Linked DNA regions of Bos taurus: region 2 is linked to region 1. A link is a contact called in public Hi-C data. All regions are on one chromosome and are shown on one strand. The core of a region is the stretch at or near the end of the contact, and the rest is flanking DNA. Distances in the headings are between cores, read along the strand shown.

The links. A called contact is a pair of places that touch in the nucleus more often than the background predicts.
Region 2: a Hi-C map of liver shows a contact between it and region 1, with 4 times the contacts expected there. The contact joins the promoter of COTL1 here to the enhancer-like site in region 1. A contact is called at or near these places in 6 of 11 Hi-C or Micro-C datasets (8-cell embryo, blood, liver and 3 more).

The regions. Positions count from the first base shown.
Region 1 is chr18:10,725,122-10,727,937 of ARS-UCD2.0, forward strand. No RefSeq gene overlaps it. Among named protein-coding and RNA genes, the nearest start is that of MEAK7, 16 kb to the left of the region's middle. Within about 2 kb of position 1,405, at least 15 of the 102 cell types and tissues checked have an H3K27ac peak or open chromatin away from gene starts, as enhancers often do. A contact at or near this core is called in liver, where this site is marked.
Region 2 is chr18:10,818,714-10,821,449 of ARS-UCD2.0, forward strand. It overlaps COTL1 (coactosin like F-actin binding protein 1), which reads right to left and starts at 1,411. Exons shown (of 4, transcript NM_001046593.1): 1 at 1,165-1,411; 2 at 814-896. The coding sequence starts at 1,241.

The sequences.
Region 1 (2,816 bases), core at 155-2,654:
CATAATAAGCTCCTTGGATCGTGTGGGTGTGTGTTTTAAGGTTTCCTTTTTTTGTGTGGGGGCGGGGTGGGGGGGGAGGTGGGGTTGCGCTGAGTGGCTTGCAAGATCTCAGTTCCCCGACCAGTGATTGAACCCAGGCCCCAGCAATGAAAGCCCAAAATCCTAACCACTAAGCAACCAGGGACCTCTCAAAGGTTTTACTTTTTTAAACCATTTCCTGTCTCTCTTGGATCAGTTAGGAGACTGTAGGTGGGGTAAAAAGTAGGGCCTGGGGGTGCCTGCCACATGGTGGGAGAATAAAGTGGAGACACACAGCCCAGGGTTTACAAAGGTTGGACCCTAAGACAGTTACTTGGGGTTCTTGCTTCTTCCGGTCCCACCAATGATCCAAGTTAAACACCATCAGTCTCCATGAAGGGGGTCACAGGAAGGAAAAATCCAGGAGGGGGCAGCCAGGGAGAACGGTGAGAGAGCAGACCGTGCCACCCTGTCCAGAGAGCAGCACCAGGCACATGGGGTCTGGAGAGCCTGGCATCACGCATGCGCCCCCACACCCCATGCACCCCACACCCCATGCGCCCCCACACCTGGCCCCACAGGAGGCGCCCAGGATGGAGGCTGGTTGCCCCCAACTCCATCCAGGCCAGTGTCCTTGTAGCTCAGTGAGGTTCCACCAGTTAAGCCAGATCACACCTCTCTTAAAACACTTAAAAAACACTCCAGCAACTTCCCACCAACCAAGGCAGACCCTTTAGGCCCCACGGCAGGGCCAAGCCAGCTCTCCACACCTCAGGGCTGGAGCACACCAACTTCCCCAGCTCACACAGGCCCTTCCATCACCAGGATGAGGGTCCCACTTCCTCCATGCCCTCACCTTCAGGCCTTGGGTCAGAGCCCACCTTCCAGAGACCTTCCTGTCCCCTGCCCCAGATGCCACGGTGAAGGGGAAGCTGAGAGGGTAGTGTCCCTTGAAGATACAACGGGGTTCAAGGGCCGTGTGGGAAAACCTAAGCTGGCCGGCAGGGAAGACCCCAAGGATGAGCCCTGGGGCTCAGGGGGTTAGCCCCATCCCATGACCGCCACCCCCCACCCCAAGGCTTAAGCTCTGCAGTTGATTCCTGTGGCCGCCTCTGGCCTCCAGGGGCACACACAGCAGCCTCCTCCGTGGTATTTTGCGAGCCAGGCGCTCTGTGGGGTTAGTTGCATCCTGGTTTTGCAGTCAGTGTCTGGGAGGTCAACCCAGCCCCTCTCATCACGATAAAGCTCTGGGTTCCTGCTTTTGTGGTGCTCTGTCTTTTTCTTCTTCTCAAAAACCATAAAAGGTGTCACATCCCCCGTTGCACAGGCTCCGCTGGGAGCGCCGTGGGGGCTGGGCCGGCGAGGCCCCTGCAGCCTGCTCACCTGTGCCTCCAGGGGTTGCCTTATAAGGTGAAAAGCAGGCGCCCTGGTGGCTGCGGGTTCAGCCCAGGGCTCAAAGAGGAAGTCCTCAGTTTTGCAGAAGCTTTGCAGGGGTCTCTGCACATCTGGCCTACAAGCCCGCAGCCAGCTCACTACAGGGTGTCTCGGGGTATCTGCTAACAAGCAGGAGTTAAATGCCAAAGACCATGGACACAGGCCTTCCTCCTCCACGGCAGTTAAAACCAGAAGAGACGCTCGGGCCATTCGTCACCAGCAGAAGCAGGCAGCCAGGCAGGAGGGTGCCAGAACATTAGGGGAAGCGGATGAAGCTGCAGCTTGGGCTCTCAACTGTGACACTACGAGTTCATGTCAGCTCCCAGAGAACGATGGGCCAGGCCTGAACTGGGTGCCCAACACGCAGCTCTCACTTAATGCTCCAACAGTGAAACAGCATAAGTACCTCTATTAGTCCCACTTTACAGAGAAGGAAAACTGAGGCTCAGAGGAGGGCAGTGACTTATCTAAGGTTAAGAGAAGTAACTTTTCTACCAGACAACGGGCAAGCGGGAGAGACAGAAGAGGCCCCCAGGAACACCCCTCTGAGAAGGATCACTGTTCATTGCAGCCACGGGCCACGCGTGGCTACCAAGCCTTTTAACTGGTTCCAACCGAGATGTGCTGTGACTGTGAACCCACACTGGAGTTCAGAGTCTTGGGTGTATATTTTTAAATTTTTAAGTTAAGGAAATTTTAATTTTAAAATATCCCCGAATTTTTCAGCTTCATTTTGAAATCAGTATTGATTCATGGGAAGCTGCAAAAACAGTACCCAGAGGTCCTGGTATCCTTTGCTCCGTTTCATATGGGGACATCTTATGTAGTTACCGTAATTACTGTACAGAATCAAAACCAGGAAACTGACATATGTGTGTATAATGCCTTTCATCACATGCGTAGATTCATGTAACCACCACCACGATCAAGATATCGGACTCTTCCCATACCACAAAGGTCCCCCTTGTGCTATCTTTCCTTGATTATAAAGTAGAGATGACGAGTTGAAATATTATCAATTGTGTTGGGTTACAAAAAAGCAGATCATTAAGGGACTTGCCCAGCGGTCCAGTGGCTGAGACCCCACACTCCCAGTGCAGGGGGTACGGGTTCAATCCCTGCTCAGGGAACTAGATCCTACGTAACACAACTAAGACCCCGTACGGTCAAATGTAAGAAATACTTTTTTTTTTTTAACGAGATCATTAAGATTAATGTTGCCCGCTTCTTTTCACTTTGAAAATGTGCCACTATATTAGAATCATGTACGGGGCTTGCCCCCTTCCTGTGAACAGCTCTGGCTTAGAAGTTCAGACCCAGCTTGGCCATTAGAACAGGTCACCTGACTTCCCTGAGCCTGGCTC
Region 2 (2,736 bases), core at 161-2,660, 94 kb after region 1:
TTATTACCAGTGATGCTGGGCCTTTTGCTTCAGTGGTGTGTGTTGGGGGGCAAGGATTGGAGGTTGTGGTTGTACATGCATGTGTTTTTTCCACTTACTGGTTCAAGACAACCCAGGGAAAGGCACAAAGTTTACAAATCCTAAAGATTTTGCTTGAAAGATTTCTTATATGTACACACCTGTGTAACTGCCTCCCAAATCAAAATACAGAATATTCCCAACCCCTTGAGACCCCACCCCACCTTCCATATGCCTCCCCCCAGTCAGTGGCTAGCCCGACCACTTTTCTGACTTTTCACGCTACAGATTAGCTTTGCCTTTTCTAAAATTTCACATAAATGGGATCATATGGTATGTACGCTTTCATATTCTGCTCTATATTCTATGAACAAAAACACATCACCAGCACATGGACAATGATTGCAGCAGAAAGGAGAGGGCTGTCGCTAACCATTTCTTTCTCCTTCAATAAGCACCAGGATTGTTTTTATTTTGGCTCTCTGACTAATGAAAGGGGAAACCCGGGAGGGCTGGACCCTGGAGTTTGGAACTCCATGAGTTAACGGTGGAAAGCTAGTGACCATGGGGGCAAAGGAGCTGTCCCGCCTGAAAAGGTTACTGTGAGAGGGAGGAGGCTGCCGGTCACCTCTGGTTGTTCTGGATGCCCAGAGGAGAGAAGGCTTGTGGAGGCTTTCGAACGCTCCAATCTGGTTCCTCCAGCGCTGGGGGCGCCCAGAGTGGCCTCAGACTCCTCCCTAGCATTGACCTTGTTCCAAAAGACCGGGAGTCCCCCCAGAAGGCGCGTCTCCCTACCTGTGCACTGTTGGATGAAGTCCTGATATTCCGCTCCCTGCTCGCCGGGGACGATGGTGGAGCCGTCATATTTAAAAGTCACCCTTTGGATTGGGAGAAGAGAAAAACACACACATACACATACACATCAACGTTGGTGCCTGAACGGTGCCGAGCTTCCACAGAACAATCTAAAAGATGCTCTGGCTAGCGAAAAGCCAGCGCTGGCTTTCCACGCTGTCCCGGGTTAAGACTGTGGGGAGACCGCACGGGGATGACCCTTAATCCGTCCCGTCTGGAAGACGGCTCAGCGCACCAGGCCCCTTGTGAGCTCAGGCAGCGGGGCTCGAAGAGCAATGCAAAGTTCCTCACCAGATGACGGCCGAGCTGTCGTCGCGCACCAGGTTGTACGCCGTTCGGCAAGCCTCTTTGTCGATCTTGGTGGCCATCGCCGCGGGGCCGCAGTGGGGATACTGTGCTCGCAGCGACAGAAGAGCGCGCTTGGGGCGGGCTGCAGGGAGCGGAGCGGAGCGGGGCGGGGACGCGCGGAAGGCGGGCGGGCAAGCGGGCGGGCGGGCAGCTGGCGACAGCAGCGAGAGAAGGAGAGCTCCGAGCTCCGAGAGCGGCGGTGGCTCCGAGTGCGCTAGGAAAGCGAGCTAGACCCAGGCCACGCAGCCCCGCCCCCCTTCGCCCATTGGCCTCCGAGGACGCATTACGCCCCACCCCCTATCGCTATTGGTCACAGAGCGTGTCGGGGCGTGGCGTCTTTACCCGCCAGCGACCAATCCCAGCCCGAGTGGGTTGCGCAACCCTGAGAAGGGGGCTGGAGAGAGGGGCTTTTTCTCCCTCCTCCCCTCTTCTTCTCCCTCCCCGCTCTTCTCCTCCCTCCTCCTCTTCTTTTCTCCCTCCCCCAACCCTTTCTTGTTCTTCCACTCCCCTAACTCCTCCCCCATTTCCTCCTCCCCAAGCCCTGTTTCTCCTTTCCCTCTCTCTACTCCCTCTCCCTCCTCCCTTCTTGAGTCTCCCTCCTCATTCACTGCCCGCTCCTCGCCTCACCTCCTCCCCTTGCTCTTCCCACTTCCCTAACCCCTTCTCCCTCCTTCCTCCCTATTCCCACCTCCCCTCCCTTCCCTCATCTCCTACCCCAGCCTCCCCTAGTCCTCCTTATTCCCCCAAACAACAACTCCGTTTACCTCCTCCCTATTCCTTGTCTTCAAGCTCTTGTCCTCTCGCCTCCTCTCTCTCTCACTTTGCACCCCCCCCTCCTCCCTATCCCTTCCTCTACCTCCCTCCTCCCCACCAGGGCTCCTGGGCTGCAGAGCTCCACAGGGAAGCTCCACATGGGTGACTTACTGCATCAAACTGCCCTGGCCCAGTGTTGGGCTCCGTGGTTTCTAGGTAGGGAGAAATTGGAAAGAAGTAAGATTGTTAGATAGGAGGGGATAGAAAGTGGACTGCTTCCAAAACACTGGTGGGGTCACTGTTTACTTTACGCTCTGGTTATTTGCATTCACATCTTATCTCCCCCTTTGGGTTCCACTGAGGGCAGGAGCTGACTCATTCTGTCTTCTTCCTTCCCTCACTGACTCAGTCATTCATTCCCTCCTGCAATCATTCCACAAAGACCAGTTACAGGGTTCAGGCAAGTAAAAAGGCTGGACCCCCCAAGACCCGGCTCTTGAATCGCATCCAGTGTTGCCTCTTTTTAACTGTAGGCCTTTGGACAAGCCTCAGAAACTCTCTGATTACCTTCCTCCAATGGAATAGTAATAGTACCGACCACTTTAGATTCGAACATAACTTAGCGACTAAACAACAACTACAACTGACATCATAGGTTTGCTTTATGGTTCATGTTTAATGAAACTTGTCAACAAATATGTTAGACATTCAACAAAAGATCATTGTTGTTGGTTATCAACTAAAATAAATCGTAAATAGAAA